4 separate regions of the Mus musculus genome follow, and regions 1, 2 and 3 are each linked to region 4. A link is a contact called in public ChIA-PET and HiChIP or PLAC-seq data. All regions are on one chromosome and are shown on one strand. The core of a region is the stretch at or near the end of the contact, and the rest is flanking DNA. Distances in the headings are between cores, read along the strand shown.

The links. ChIA-PET counts read pairs in DNA pulled down with a chosen protein or histone mark. HiChIP or PLAC-seq counts read pairs in DNA pulled down with a chosen protein or histone mark.
Region 1: a contact with region 4 is called in an RNA polymerase II ChIA-PET map of memory CD8 T cells, with 16 read pairs. The contact joins the promoter of Mtmr3 here to the promoter of Nipsnap1 in region 4. A contact is called at or near these places in 3 of 39 promoter capture datasets (the SN4741 cell line, maxillary cranial neural crest and stem cell-derived epiblast-like cells), 1 of 15 datasets of contacts at CTCF or cohesin (the NIH/3T3 cell line), 2 of 484 Hi-C or Micro-C datasets (CD4 T cells and embryonic stem cells), 4 of 115 datasets of contacts at active chromatin or transcription factors (the 230-238 cell line, embryonic limb bud, memory CD8 T cells and 1 more) and 2 of 9 other capture datasets (adipose tissue and pancreatic islet).
Region 2: an RNA polymerase II ChIA-PET map of memory CD8 T cells shows a contact between it and region 4, with 48 read pairs. The contact joins the enhancer-like site here to the promoter of Nipsnap1 in region 4. A contact is called at or near these places in 1 of 39 promoter capture datasets (stem cell-derived epiblast-like cells), 2 of 115 datasets of contacts at active chromatin or transcription factors (effector CD8 T cells and memory CD8 T cells) and 1 of 9 other capture datasets (adipose tissue).
Region 3: a contact with region 4 is called in an H3K27ac HiChIP or PLAC-seq map of embryonic stem cells, with 6 read pairs. The contact joins the enhancer-like site here to the promoter of Nipsnap1 in region 4. A contact is called at or near these places in 3 of 39 promoter capture datasets (the SN4741 cell line, embryonic stem cells and macrophages), 2 of 484 Hi-C or Micro-C datasets (embryonic fibroblasts and embryonic stem cells) and 8 of 115 datasets of contacts at active chromatin or transcription factors (embryonic basal ganglia, embryonic forebrain, embryonic hindbrain and 2 more).

The regions. Positions count from the first base shown.
Region 1 is chr11:4,592,888-4,596,189 of GRCm38.p6, forward strand. It overlaps Mtmr3 (myotubularin related protein 3), which reads right to left and starts at 1,903. Exons shown (of 19, transcript NM_001373897.1): 1 at 1,716-1,903.
Region 2 is chr11:4,535,417-4,538,783 of GRCm38.p6, forward strand. The region is part of intron 1 of Mtmr3 (myotubularin related protein 3); the gene reads right to left. Among named protein-coding and RNA genes, the nearest start is that of Mtmr3, 58 kb to the right of the region's middle. Within about 2 kb of position 1,450, at least 42 of the 459 cell types and tissues checked have an H3K27ac peak or open chromatin away from gene starts, as enhancers often do. A contact at or near this core is called in memory CD8 T cells, where this site is marked.
Region 3 is chr11:4,462,534-4,465,863 of GRCm38.p6, forward strand. No RefSeq gene overlaps it. Among named protein-coding and RNA genes, the nearest start is that of Hormad2, 23 kb to the left of the region's middle. Within about 2 kb of position 1,843, at least 5 of the 459 cell types and tissues checked have an H3K27ac peak or open chromatin away from gene starts, as enhancers often do. A contact at or near this core is called in embryonic stem cells, where this site is marked.
Region 4 is chr11:4,872,431-4,875,923 of GRCm38.p6, forward strand. Nipsnap1 (nipsnap homolog 1) reads left to right here and starts at 1,521. Exons shown (of 10, transcript NM_008698.3): 1 at 1,521-1,673. The coding sequence starts at 1,576.

The sequences.
Region 1 (3,302 bases), core at 653-3,152, 280 kb before region 4:
AAGGTTTCTGGTGTTAGTGAACAACTGGGTGAGCCTCTCTATGATATGTCAGAATACAACCCTATGCAACTGTTAACACTTTCTTCCACCTCTTCCAAAACTGTAACAATCCTCAACACACCTTTGAAATATGAATTTATCTCTTGGTAACTCAGAATTCCACTTTATCACAGAAAGCAAAAACTAGTGCTGTTAAGAGGGTCTTTAAACTGACTTTACCATACCTCACAGCCTGGAGCAAATTTCAAGAACTTGTCACAACCTACAGTACACCTTCCAGGTCCACAACCCTGGTCTCAAATGACTGTAACACACCCTGCTACCCTCCACTTTACTGGAAACCTGAGCCAGATGGTTTAGAAGTAACTACAATGTTGGCATGTTAGAAAGCACCTTTAGGACCCCTCTGTGGGCCAGAAGCAGACTTCAGGCCTCACTTCCTTTATTTTCCTCTAGGTTTTTGGACATACGTTCAGCTATACAACATTTAATTTGATAAAATGTGTTCTGATGCCTTGTGAACAAATTCATTATGCTGCTCACAGTTACCTAAAAAGTAAAAATGGTAGGGGTGAAATATGTCTTCATAGGCAATCACTCTAACCTTCTAGAAGCTTCCAAATTTAGTTTAATAACATATTGCATAGTGTTTACCCACAACGGTGTCATTCTGTAAACTCTTCTACTCAGTCAAGCATGGAAAAGAAGTCTTTCACTGGCCATCAACGCATGTTATTTGGTTTCCAAGTAAAAAACACAGAAACATTGCAGAATCTCAAAGAAGGCCTCCTTCACATCCCCACAAACAAGATCATTTTGATACAGAACCATCTACCATTCAATCGTAACTTCTGACGGCTCACTGTTCACAAGAGGAACGAGGCTGAGCCTCCACTACAAGAACACATGCACTTTTAATACAAAAAAAAAAAAAAAAAAGACCCTAAATGTCAAAAAGCCAAGTGGATGTCAAGATAGTAAGAAGAATAAAAACGTAAACTTCATTCTGACAATGACTGAACATTAATATCTAACAGAAACCTGTGTGTAAAACTCACAAGTGAGATGATCTGACTCCTGGTGGCCTAACAGAGTGTGCAAACTCTACTTCCAATTTTTGAAATAAGTTTTCTGGCCCCAACAATACCATCTTGGGTCATGAAATGCAATACATCCAGTACAATTTCAACCCAAGAAATAATACTGATCTTTTGCAGAGCTACTTGAGCAGTGTTCCCCGAGCTCCTCCAACCACCCCTGGACCTTCGTTCCCCTTCAAGCACTACCAGGTCAGGAGGATGCCCTGCTGCAGTTAGGCTGAGGCCCGCACAGCTCGCCCGTGGTTTCCAACAGCACGACCTCCGGCCTCTCGCCACTAAGGACTCCCACGGTCTCGACCAGGGCCTCGGGCCACACGCTCACCTCCCGGAGGCCCGGGAGCGTTTTCCAGGGCGCCCCAGCCGCAGCTCCCAACACTCCGAGTGTTACCCACCGCCAGGTTCAGGATGGCCGCCGAGCTCGGCGACCCCGCCTCCCCCGACTCGCCCGACCGGGCCTCGGTGCTCCATTCTGAGAGCTTGCCCCGGGAGGCCGCGGCCAACCCAGCCCTCGGCCCGCCGCCGCCTCCCCGGCCGGTGACAGCCGCCGCACTCGGCCCAGGTCCGCCCCTCCTCCAGCACCTCCTCGCCACCAGAGCCGGAGGGTGGGCTTCTTACCAGGCGGCAGGACATGGCGAGGCCCGCCACCGCAGGGCCTCCTCCGCCACCCCAGGAGGCTGCCAGCCAGGGTCGGCGGGGGCCAGCGCCTGGGCCGCTGGAGCGTCTCCGCCGGCTGCTCCGCCGCCGCCGCCGCCGCTGCCGCCGCCGCCTTCTCACAACCACAACAACATGGCGGCAGCGGCCACACAGAGCGCGCTCCCGAGACCGATCGGAGCTGAGAGCGGGGGCGCGCGCGCACGCTCCGGCGCGCTGTCCGCTGTGGGATGGGGGGCGGGGGGGAAGACTGGCCGTCACGGGATGGGCGAGGGCGGGGCCTGGCTCGTTGGTCACGCCCCAGGATGTGGGCGGGGCTGCAAGTCACCAGACTGTGGCTGCAGAGAAGCGTCAGGAGGAAGAAAAGAAAAATGAGAAGTGAATAAATAAACCGTTACGAATTAAGAAAAAGAAAAACAAGGTTTAGAAAGATTTTTCAGGCTTCTTTTCCAACTTAATGGACCAAGACAGCACTTCAGCTTACTCTACTTTCTATTAAAACTAAGAACAGTAGTGATATTATATCCCCAGCAAGTATAGTCAATATAAAACTAACTTAATACCGTGCATGTAAATATAGTGTGCTATAAGTTATGCCCAGAATACAAGTTCAAACTGCCTCAACGCCAGCTCCTAATAAAAAAAACCTCAGTGCTCAAAGAAAAGCAAGGGGGAAAAGAATCCCTACTTTGACTGGCCTCCAGAAGAGCCCCATAGTCTAACACTGTAATACCTTATTTTAGGTCAGCAGTCCTCGGGGTCTCAAATATCCTGAACCTCAGATATTTACATTATGATTCATGGTAGTAGAAAATTACAGTTATAAATTAGCGAGGAAAGTAAGTTGGGAGTCAGCATACGTGAGGAACTATATTAAAGTCACAGCGTTTAAAGGTTGAGATCTACTGGCTTAGGTCCTAACAAATCCTCAAAGATATTTCACTTCCTTAGATGAATTTTAACATGACCTTGATTTTTTATCAGAAGACAAGTAAATGAAATTTATCCCTGTATTTGTTAAATTGTTTATCTCCCCCCCCCCATTATTTGTTTCTTTGTATTCAACATTATTGCCTCTCTGCCCCCACTGGAGTTTAAGAATAATTAGAAAAAAAGGATGCTGTCTTATTTGTCATTATGTCTCCAGAACCTAAAATTGCACAACACAATAGCCAGACAAATCTCCTAATTATGGAAGAGCAAGTGTTTATATTTATCTAGTTGAATCTTCATAAATGGTCAGGCCTATCTTTATTTTACAAACAAAAAAAAAGTAAAACCCAGAATAAGTTGAATTTAACTTAAACTTCAAACCCAGGCCCAGATAACAACACAAACTGTCCTATTACTCTCTGGGCTACCCACCACATCACAGAATCTCAAGGAAGGTCAAGGAAGGCACTACATCACAGATCAGTTAGCAAAGACTTCCCACCGCCCTCCAAGGACCTGTCTTCCTCCTCTTCAATGCAGCTGATTGTGTCTCCGTTTTCACCTTCACTAGAAAAGCACAGGCTAAATTGGAAGTACAATGATTGCACCTCTTGGGTC
Region 2 (3,367 bases), core at 200-2,699, 340 kb before region 4:
TTTGTAGACCAGGCTGGCCTTGAACTGAACTCAGAAATCTGCCTGCCTCTGCCTCCCAAGTGGTGGGATTAAAGACATGTGCCACCACGCCCGGCACATGTGCTGTTTTAATCAACCAAGAAAACAAAGTCTCTATAGGAATTCCAAATTCATAAACCAAGATCATGGATAGTTTGTAACAGGAGGAACTAAAGAAGTGCTTACACAGTTCCCTTTAGAGCTGTGGAGACCAAACAGGAGCAATCTCAGGAGACAGTGGGGAATGCAGCACCTCAATGAGAACCATCAACAGCTACACTCTCAGCACAAAGGGAAGAAGACACTGAGTCATTACACTTAGTTTAGTAAGAAGTTTAAAGGACCTTTCTATTTTAGCTGTAATAGTACTACATGTTCTTCTTAAGAAACTGTTAAATTACAGATGTAAAAAGTAAACGATTATCCCCTCACAACGCTAGCAAGAATGTACAATAGTTCACTGCCTCTTTGAAAACTGCCAGGTTCATCCTCAAACTAGAAAACATATTCTCATATACCTAACCAAGAAAACAAAGCATACATTCAAATTTATATTTATGTGTTTATAGCAGTTATTCAAAGTAGCCAATGAGTGAGAAACAGTGCAGACAACCACCACGGATGAATGGCTGAACAAGATGCACATGCTGCATGCACAGTGCGCTCCTCAGCTGTGGTCTTTCAAGGAATGAGGAACCTTGAACACATTACACCGAAAAGTGAAAAGAGCCAGGCACAACAGACACATGACAGGGTTTCAGAACAATGAAAGCTGCTAAGACTGCTAGTAGGGAGTACAAAATAGATTAGTAGTTGTTAGGTGCTGGTGGAAATGGAAGGACTTCATTTTACCCACTGAAGGACAGCCACCACTATTTTATTCTTTTGTTTCAAAAACTTCTCTATGCACATATAAAAACACACATAACCCCACAAGTGAAAGGGGAGTGAATATTGGGTATTTACTATTCTCCAATTTATTTGATTCTAAAAATAAATCAAACCTTTCCTATATTGGTGCATATATTTGGACAACAGTTCAATACTCATTACATTTCCATCTACCATAATCTACTGATTACCTGGTCAGATATTTAAACTGTTACCATTTTTCTATTACTACCCCAAAAGTCTTTAAAATAAACAACAAAAGCTATCCTGGTATCTCTATGTAAATCACTATTCTGGTAGTACTGGGTCTTAAAACAAGTTATTAAATGAAAAACTACAACCTTGGAGAAAGGACTACAAGGGTCACCACTGCTAAAGAGTATACATACATACTCTTCTACAATCACCAACACAGTCATTGGATTTACTTTACTAGATTGCTTTTGGAAGGCTGCTTTTGTTGTTTATGTTGTCTTTTGAGGCAGGAAATGAAACCAAGGCTGACCTCAAACTTATGATCCTCCTTCCTGTTTCTCCTCAACACTGAGATTATGAGCACATCATCACGCCAGGCCTCAACTTGGTAAGAATTGTGAATGCTCTGTTATATTTAAAAGATAAATTACACATAAGCAATGTCTACATTTACTATCAAGCACACTTGTATGTACACAGAAGAATGATCCAGTGCTACTCAACAGTGACCATCCCTCTAGAAAGGGTGGGATACGGACCATGAATGAAGATGCAGCGCAGACGGTAGAGTGCCAACTTAGTATGCACAAGGGCCTGAGGTTCAATCCCAGGACCCCCAGAACTGGGTAAAGTGACGCATCTTACAAGCCAGCACTTGGGAGGTAGAACAGAAAGACTGGAAAGTCAAGGTTAACCTCAGCCTCGCAGTAAGTCAGAGACCAGTCTGTGACACCTGAGAGCCTATCTCAGAAGGAAAAGAAGTAGAAAGAGTCTTCCCATTTTCATACTTTTAGAACATTTATATAACATTTCTAATTAGATGGATTTGGTTTGGGTTTGGTTTAGTCTAGTTGGTTCTAAAACAGGGTTTTGCTGTGTTAACCCACGCTAGCCTTAAATTTGTGACCTTCAACCTTCTGAGTAATGGGATTACAGGTATACATTACCACATCAGGCTAGGAAAATAAACTTTTCTACATAAGGTTTTTGGTTGACCTTTCTGGTTTTGCTTTTTGTTTTTGTTTTTCTTAATTATTTTGCATGTGTGGGCATTTTTCTTGCATGCATGTATATGTACCACATGCGTGCCTGATGGCTGTTAAGATCAGAAGAGGGTGCTAGATGCTCTGGAACTAGAGTTATAAACAATTGTGAGCCACTATGAGGGTGCTGGATTTCAAACCCATGCCCTCTGCAAGAGCAACAAGTGCTCTCAAACACTTCAGCCCCTAGTTTTGATTTTCTAACATAGTCTCATATGTTCCAGGCTGGCCTGGAACTCAAAACTATAACCCAGAACTGGCAGAGAGCTTTTTTACCTCAACTTTCCCAGTGCTCAGACTATAGGAACAAATGACCTCAGCAGCTACAAAACATTATTAAAAGGAAATTGAAAATATTATATAAAAGGCTTTCATTCAACCAGGCTAAAAGTACAAATAATGGCTTCAAGAAAAAACAAGTGCTGATATAAAGCAGTAACAGAGCTCTGAGTGTAGGAGCTCTGAGTTCTGATTATTCTGTGCTCAAGTGGGCGCATCCCTTACCAAAAAATTCACCAAAATGTCAGGGTTCAGATTTTAGGGTGGTTTGTTGTTGTTGTCATTGTTGTTTCCCAGACTTTGGAACACTTAAGATTGTGAGTTTGGGGATTAGGAATGCCAGGCCTATACTAAAGTTATGACTATAAGGATAAGTCATTATTTCTGTGAGCCTCAGCTTCATGTGATATATTTAGTATTCTCAGCACCATAACTATCTTTTTATGATCAATAGTTTGCCACTCAATCACATATATAATATATGCTCCTATAGGTTCAGACCGACTTCCATAGGACAGTGCCCAAAAAAGTCTTTTTGCATGTGTACACTTTAAGCTCTAAAGCAAAGTGGGAACAAGAAGTGTACATACAGAATAAAGTACAAGAATACACTGGAGAACGTGTGAAAGCTAGGGTGCCTCCTGGGTGGTTACACTAGCTGCATAGGGAACAGGTGACTAGCTATGGGTGATTTGTTTGTTGACACCATATAAAGGACTTGATCCTAGGATGGATATTGGACAAGGTCGTTGGGTAAGGGTGATTGAACACATGACAGGCTAGAGAACAGGACAGAATTCTTAAAATTCTGTTTATCTCAAAGAACTGAACATTGTATTAGGAGCAGAGTCACTCAAACCCAAGAATATATATAATTAAAAATCCACAAGGAAACCTGCTTACTTTTTAAGCTCATCACAAGCTGCTTCTAAAATTCATTG
Region 3 (3,330 bases), core at 593-3,092, 410 kb before region 4:
CAGCAAACCTATTTTATGCATGGTTGCTTTCTCTCACAAAGGTAAAGATGCCTGGGACCTAGGTAAAATACCTCGGAGTGGCTGAGATGAGCATTCTGTACATCACTAGCCCATAGTAACATTCAGAAGAGAGCAGTTGTTACTCAGTGGGCATCATTTTCACACCGTCATCCTAAAGCTGAAAATGTCAAACCAATGTAAGCTGGGATGGTCTGTGTGTTTAACTGGAAGTTTATAATTCAGCCTGGTAGTGGTAGCACCCGGTGTAGGATAAAAAGACCAAGGAAAGAACACACTGACCTAGACTTGACCCCAAGACCAGGGCTAAGAAACAGAATTCTACCAACCCCTGAGCTTGTCACAGAAACCCACCAATCCCTGAACTCAAAACCCGACTAATTCTAAGCTCACCCAACTCAGGACTTGAAATTCCACCAATCCTCACCCTGGAAAGCTCCACCCCCCACTCCCACCCCCACCCCCAAGAAATCTCACATAAACCTTTCTCTTTGCTCAGCTCCCTGCTGCTTCTCACAAGAACAGAGGCAGCCGCCCTCCTGGGTTTTCCCCTCCCAGTAAGTCTCTTGTGTGAGGTTTGTTGTGTGGTGTGACTTTGTGGTAGTCCTTGGCTCCTGACTGCCAGGATAGCTCTCTGAGTAAAGTGGCAACACTTGAGCAGAGCTTTTGCTGTGCTGCAGCTGAAGCAAAGCTGTGACACTTCTGTAGGGGAAGCCTTTCCCTGCAGAGCTGCAACACGCACATCTAGCATTCAGGAGGCAGAGGCAAGCCTATCTCTGAGTTCAAGGCCAACCCAGTCTACAGAGCAAGTTCCAGGAAAGTCAGAGCTCAAGAAGAAACAAAACAAAACAAAACAAAACAAAACAAAACAAAACAAAACGCCAACAACAAAAACAAAGGAAGGAAGAAATTCATAACTCCAACATGCAGTTATTTTTAAAAACTATAAGAAAAAGTAATCCCAGCTGACTATAGTGGCACACGCCTGCAGTCTCAGCGACTCAAGAAACTAAAGCAGGGAGATTACAGGTTCGAGTCTAGCCTGGGCAACTTAGTGAGACCTGATTTAATATGAAAAAAGAGAGGTGTGTGTGCTGGAGATGCAGTTCAGTGGGAGAGAGCTTGCCTAGCACATGGGAAGCCCTGGGTGTGCCACCCACAGGGTGTGAACAGTAAGCCAGCCCCAGGAACACTCCGCACTGCATAGATCTGCATGTACCATTGTGGCACAGCAGGTCTGTTGACAGCAGCACCAGCCCAAACAGTTGACTAATGCATTGTACAGTGATGGTATGATGACCATGATATAATTAGGCAATAGGAAAATTTCAGTTCCATCCTAATTCCCTGGGACCACTGACACACTCTGTCTGCCATTGCCCAGGATGTCCTTATGCCACACATGACTGCATACAGTGATGAGGGTGGGGTCCCTATAGAGGAGAAAGCACAGATTTCTTAAAAACCAAAATGATGACATTACCAATAAGAAAACCCATGAAGATGGTTTTTATGGGCAGAGGGGTTCACCAAAAGCATGCTGTCTTAGTCAGGGTTTCTATTGCTGGGAAGAGACACCATGACCGCAGCAACTCTTATAAAGGAAAACCTTTAATTGGGGCCAGCTTACAGTTTCAGAGGGGTTAGTCCTTATTGTCATGTGGGAAACATGGCAGGATGAAGGCAGACATGATGCTGGAGAGATAGTTGAGTTCTATGTCTGGATCGGCAGACAGCAGGAGGAGAATGAGACACTGGGCCTGGCCTGGGCCTCTGGAACCTCAAAGCCCACCCCTCAGTGGCCACACCCACCCCAAACAAGGCCACACCCACTCCAACAAGGCTTTGTCTCCTAATCCTGTCAAATAGTGCCACTCCCTCTGAGCCTATCAGCACCATTTTCATTCAAACCACCACAAAAGCCAATGTCAAAAATGGACTCATTTGAGCAACAAAAATGAAGTAGGATGTAAATTTGTTCTTAGAATTAGAAAAGATGGTATGACACAGGGCTATTAAGGAGATGATTATATGTAAAGACAGGATCATCCATCTCTGAAAGACTGGCAGTGTCAGCGCATCAGTCCTGAATGGCAACCCAGGTATGAAGTAAACACCACAGGCATCTATTTTGACTTTAATAAATGACTGTGTAAATCAACAGAGGAAGCAGCAAATCCCCTGTGCAGAGGCACTCCAGACAGACACATCGGTTTTTCTTAGGGCATGGAGACTTTTCTCTGTGACTCCTGCATTAGGGAGGCAGTGATGCCGGATCAGGTGTTCAAGGTCATCTTGAGCTACAGAGTGAGTTTGAGGCTACTCTGGCCTGGGTGAGACCTCCATCACTAAGTATGGGCTTCCAAAGGGAGCGGTGTGAGCTGGGAGTATGGTTGGGGGTGCAATACTTGCTGAGCATGCTCAGTCAAGGCCATGAGTTTGGTTCCTACCCCTGCCCCCAGGACTGCAGGAAATTATTCACAGTTCAAAGCTTCTTTTTTTAGGTGCTGGGGCTTGATCTGAGCACCTTGCAGATGTACTAGCACTAAGCCAAGCCAAGCCTAGAAAGTTCAGAGAGACATTAAGTCACCAGAAAGTTTTCTTCTTTTACAAAAATATATGTGCATTTGAAAAAAATTAAAATGTGACTATTGCTTAGTCCAGAAACACTGTTTTTCATAACTTCCGATTAAAAGAGTCCTGAAGCATACAAAAGAATGTTAGAGCATAGGACAGCAATGGGTCCTCTGTGTACAGGGTGAGTGCTGTCCAGCGAGGGGCATCTCCTGATGATCCATGCATGCCCTTCCTGGGGTGTGCACAGGATTTGTGGATGCTTTACCAGGCAGCTGCGTTACACAGGCCAGCAGAGACTGGACAGGCTTGGTTTGATTTGGTTTGTATTTTTGTCTCTCTCAGGGCTGGGGTCTTATGTATGATAGACAAGAACTCTACCACTGCTGGATAGTGATGGCACACACCTTTAATCCCAGCACTTGGGAGGCAGAGGCAGGTGGATTTCTGAGTTTGAGGCCAGCCTGGTCTACAGAGTGAGTTCCAGGACAACCAGGGCTACACAGAGAAACCCTATCTTGAAACACCACCTCCCACCTACCCCCCCCAAAAAACTCTACCACTGAGACACAAGCTGCCCAGTCTGGTTGGCAGTTTTAATATTTTATTTATTTTGAGATAAATAAAGGCTCACTGTGTCACCTTGTCTGTTCTGGAACTTTCTTTGAAGATTTGGCCGGTCTTGAACTCACAGAGATCCAATAGCTTCTGCCTCGCAAGTGCTGGAATTAAATGTGT
Region 4 (3,493 bases), core at 271-2,770:
GTCTCCACTCCATTCTTCACATCTCTTGCCCCCTCAGTTCTCTCTCTCTCTCTCTCTCTCTCTCTCTCTCTCTCTCTCTCTCTCTCTCTCCCTCTCTCTCTCTCTCTCTCTCTCTCTCACCCTGTTGTCTGACCCACGGACTGGGTCACGTTAGTATAAGCCCAAAGACCTTAGTTCGATTCCCAGCACCACAGCAGGAGAGGTTGCTTGTAATCCCAATGTTGGGGAAGCATAGACAAGGAGATCCTTGGGGCTCACTTGCCAGTAGCCTAGCTGATGGAGGGGGCGGGGCATGGCTAACATCTCTGCCTTGGAGGTTTCAGTCAGCAGTGATTGGAGTGATTTGTCTGCTCCACCAGGCCTTGGCTGCCAAGAAGTACAGATAGGACTTGTTCAGCCAACCTTTGCTGTCTCAAGATCTTAGATGAGACCTAACTTGCCAGACTCACAGTTTGAAGCACTCCGGAAGTTAGTTATACCGGCTGTAAATCCCCTGCACCGAATTACAGTCGGTGGCTTGGCATCCTCCCCCACCCCACTCCCCCGTTGGTGTGTCTCTGTCCCTGTGTCCCCCAGGGGATCAGAAGGGATCCATCTCTGTGTGGGCTGAGAAAGCAAATATAGAGCCTCCAGGTGAATAGACAGTGAAGAGAAAATGTTTTTTGTTTGTTGTTTTAATTCCGTAGTCTCTTTTTGTTGTTGTTTTGTTTTGTTTTATTTTGTTTTTCGAGACAGGGTTTCTCTGTATAGCCCTGGCTGTCCTGGAACCCACTTTGTAGACCAGGCTGGCCTCGAACTCAGAAATCCGCCTGTCTCCCGAGTGCTGGTATTAAAGGCATGCGCCACCACTGCCCAGTTCGTCTCAGCCTCTTAAGTGCACCATCACACTCGGGCTTTGGAGAAAGAGCATCCTGCTTGCTCAGAGTCTTGTCCATCTGTTTTAAATGGTTAAAGAGACAGTTCTGCCTTTAAAAGCTCTTGGAGGAGACCTGAGTTTGGATCCCAGTACCCATTAGAGTGCCTCAAAATCTCCTTTAAACTCCAGTTCCAGGATATTTGAGGCTTCTGGACCCCCCCCAGGCTCTCTCTCTCTCTCTCTTTTAAAAATTGTTATAGATTTTGTTCTTTTGAATAGACAAATATTGTCTGTTGATGCCTTGACACAGAAGAACACAAGATGTAGACAGAACATTTGCCAAGCCATGTGTGAGGTCCTGGGCTCCACCTCCAGCACCCAAGGAGGAAGGGAACTCACATAGTTTGTGAACAATTTTAGGGGTATAAAGACTGTCTTTAGTTTATCCTCAGAATGTCCAGGACATACAACCCTGCGATTATCGAGATGAATTCCCAGGTACAGAGGGGAAAAGGTCGTTGAAGAGAACAGAACTAGTTAGCTGCAGAGTTTCAAGAGCTCGGAGGTGTGGGTATGGACTGTGCAACTGTAGAGTTGGGGGACTCCCACCTGCTTGTGTTTGAAAGGGAAGCTGGCGAGGGGAGGGCGTGGTTTTCTCTAGTCCTGCCCCCAGCCACTGGGCTGAGGCGTGGCTTTCCTCCAACCTGCTCCGGTCCAACATGGCTCCGCGGTTGTGCATCATCTCTGCAGCGGCACGGCGGCTATTCACGAAGCCGAGACCCCGTGCTGGGGACCTCGCGGCTGCGGGTGCTGTGCGGTGAGAGGCCGACGGGGCTGACTGCGTGCCCGGAACAGGAGCAGGGGAGGGGGCTGGAATGAAAAACAGACTCTCGGATTTGGAATTGAGGGGTTAGAGGCAGAGAGCTACCAGGATGTAGGCCTGAGGCTGAGAAAGAATGGGGAAGGTGAAAAGGTATGGGGATGGTTTTGGTTTTTAAACAGGTTCGTACTACATGTGATTCGACCTCGGAATCTTCTTGCCTCTGCCTCCCAGATAGTGAGGGTGTGCACTACCATGCCTAGCTGGGCAGGTTCTTTGTCCTGTTTGGGACCTGGATCTGGGCTGAGAATAAAAAATGAGGTGAGTGGGAGGGACAGGTTTTGAGCCCTGGATCCCGGACGAAGGCAGAGGATATTGGCAGCCTTTTGCCTGGCCTTTGTGGTTTAGCACGCGCTGGGGTCTTCTGAGCCAGCAGAAAGTTTTGGAAGGAGAGGAGGACTGGGGGTACGGTGGGAATTCCCAAAGTGATTCCGCACCCTGCTTTGTACAGGTGGGTCAACAGAGTGGGGTGGGAGCTGTTCAAGGTCAGCGTCCGTGCCATGTGGAGGCAGCTCTGGATGTTAGGACCCAGGTCTTACGATGCACTCTGCACTTTGTACCACGGCTGGTGGCCTCCTAGGAGAGAGGCTCAATTCTGGCTTTGGAGAGCTTGGCTTCCTTCCCCTGACTGGCTCTGGGCTGCTCCTCCCTCCTCGATGCCACGCCCGGTGCTACCCCCATCTCTGCACCTATCACCCGGAGCACTTCTGACCCTGCTCTCCTGTTTCCCCAGCCCCACACCCTCACAAGTTTTAGGACAGGGTTTGTGCAAAAAGCATTAGCTAAAGAAGTGGAACACCTGCCCTCACACCTGTGGAAAGGGACCTGCGTTACTCCTGCCCCAGCCCAAGAATGTGGCCATGGAGTTCCGTTAGATCGCTGTGCACATTAGGAAAGCACGGATAGAAGAGTTGGGACGCGTGCCCTTCACTTCCGTGCTGGGTAATGAGAGAGAAGCCGACAATGGGAAAAAAGCCTAGAGTGTACCTTGTAAACTCAGCCTTTTCTGGAGGGATGACCTTGGGTAGGAGGAGAAAATAGGATGTGTCTGATAGCCTTGTTTTCTATTGCTAGGAAGAGAACTCAGGAGTTTAGGTATGCTAGGCTAATGTAGTGCTCTCTCCACCAAGTAAACAATGACATCTCCAGCCCTCATTGGATTAAAGAGACCATGCTTATGCCTCAAACAATTTCTGTCATTGTGAGAAAGGATATCCAGAAAAATAATCTTTTATAACATTTAAAAAAATATTTTAAGCCTAGAGGTGGTGCATGACTTCAATTCAAGCACTCAAGGCAATCAGATCTTGGAGTTCAAGGCCAGTCTGGTCTACAAAGTGAGTTCCAGGACAGCCAGGGCTACACAGAGAGACCCTGTCTCAAAAACCAAAAGGAAAAAAAAATTATTTTGGGCCAGGTGTGGCAGCATGCACCTTTAATTCCAGTACTTAAAAGGCAGAGGCAGGAGGATCTCTGGGTTGGAAGCCCTCATAGTTCTACATACCCAGCTCCAAGACAGTTAGGACTACATAGAAAGTCAAACAAACAAAAGTTATTCTGAGGACTAGAGACATGGCTCACACTTCTGAGCACTGGCTCTTTAAGAGTACAGAGGTTGATTCCCAGCGCATGTGCACTCACGCATGCACTGGTTCACAGCTGCCTGTTACTCTACTTCCAGGCCTTCTTCCGGCCTGGTCCAGGTGTGCAAGTGATGCCCATGCAGGCAAAAACCAACACATAACATAATTTAAAAA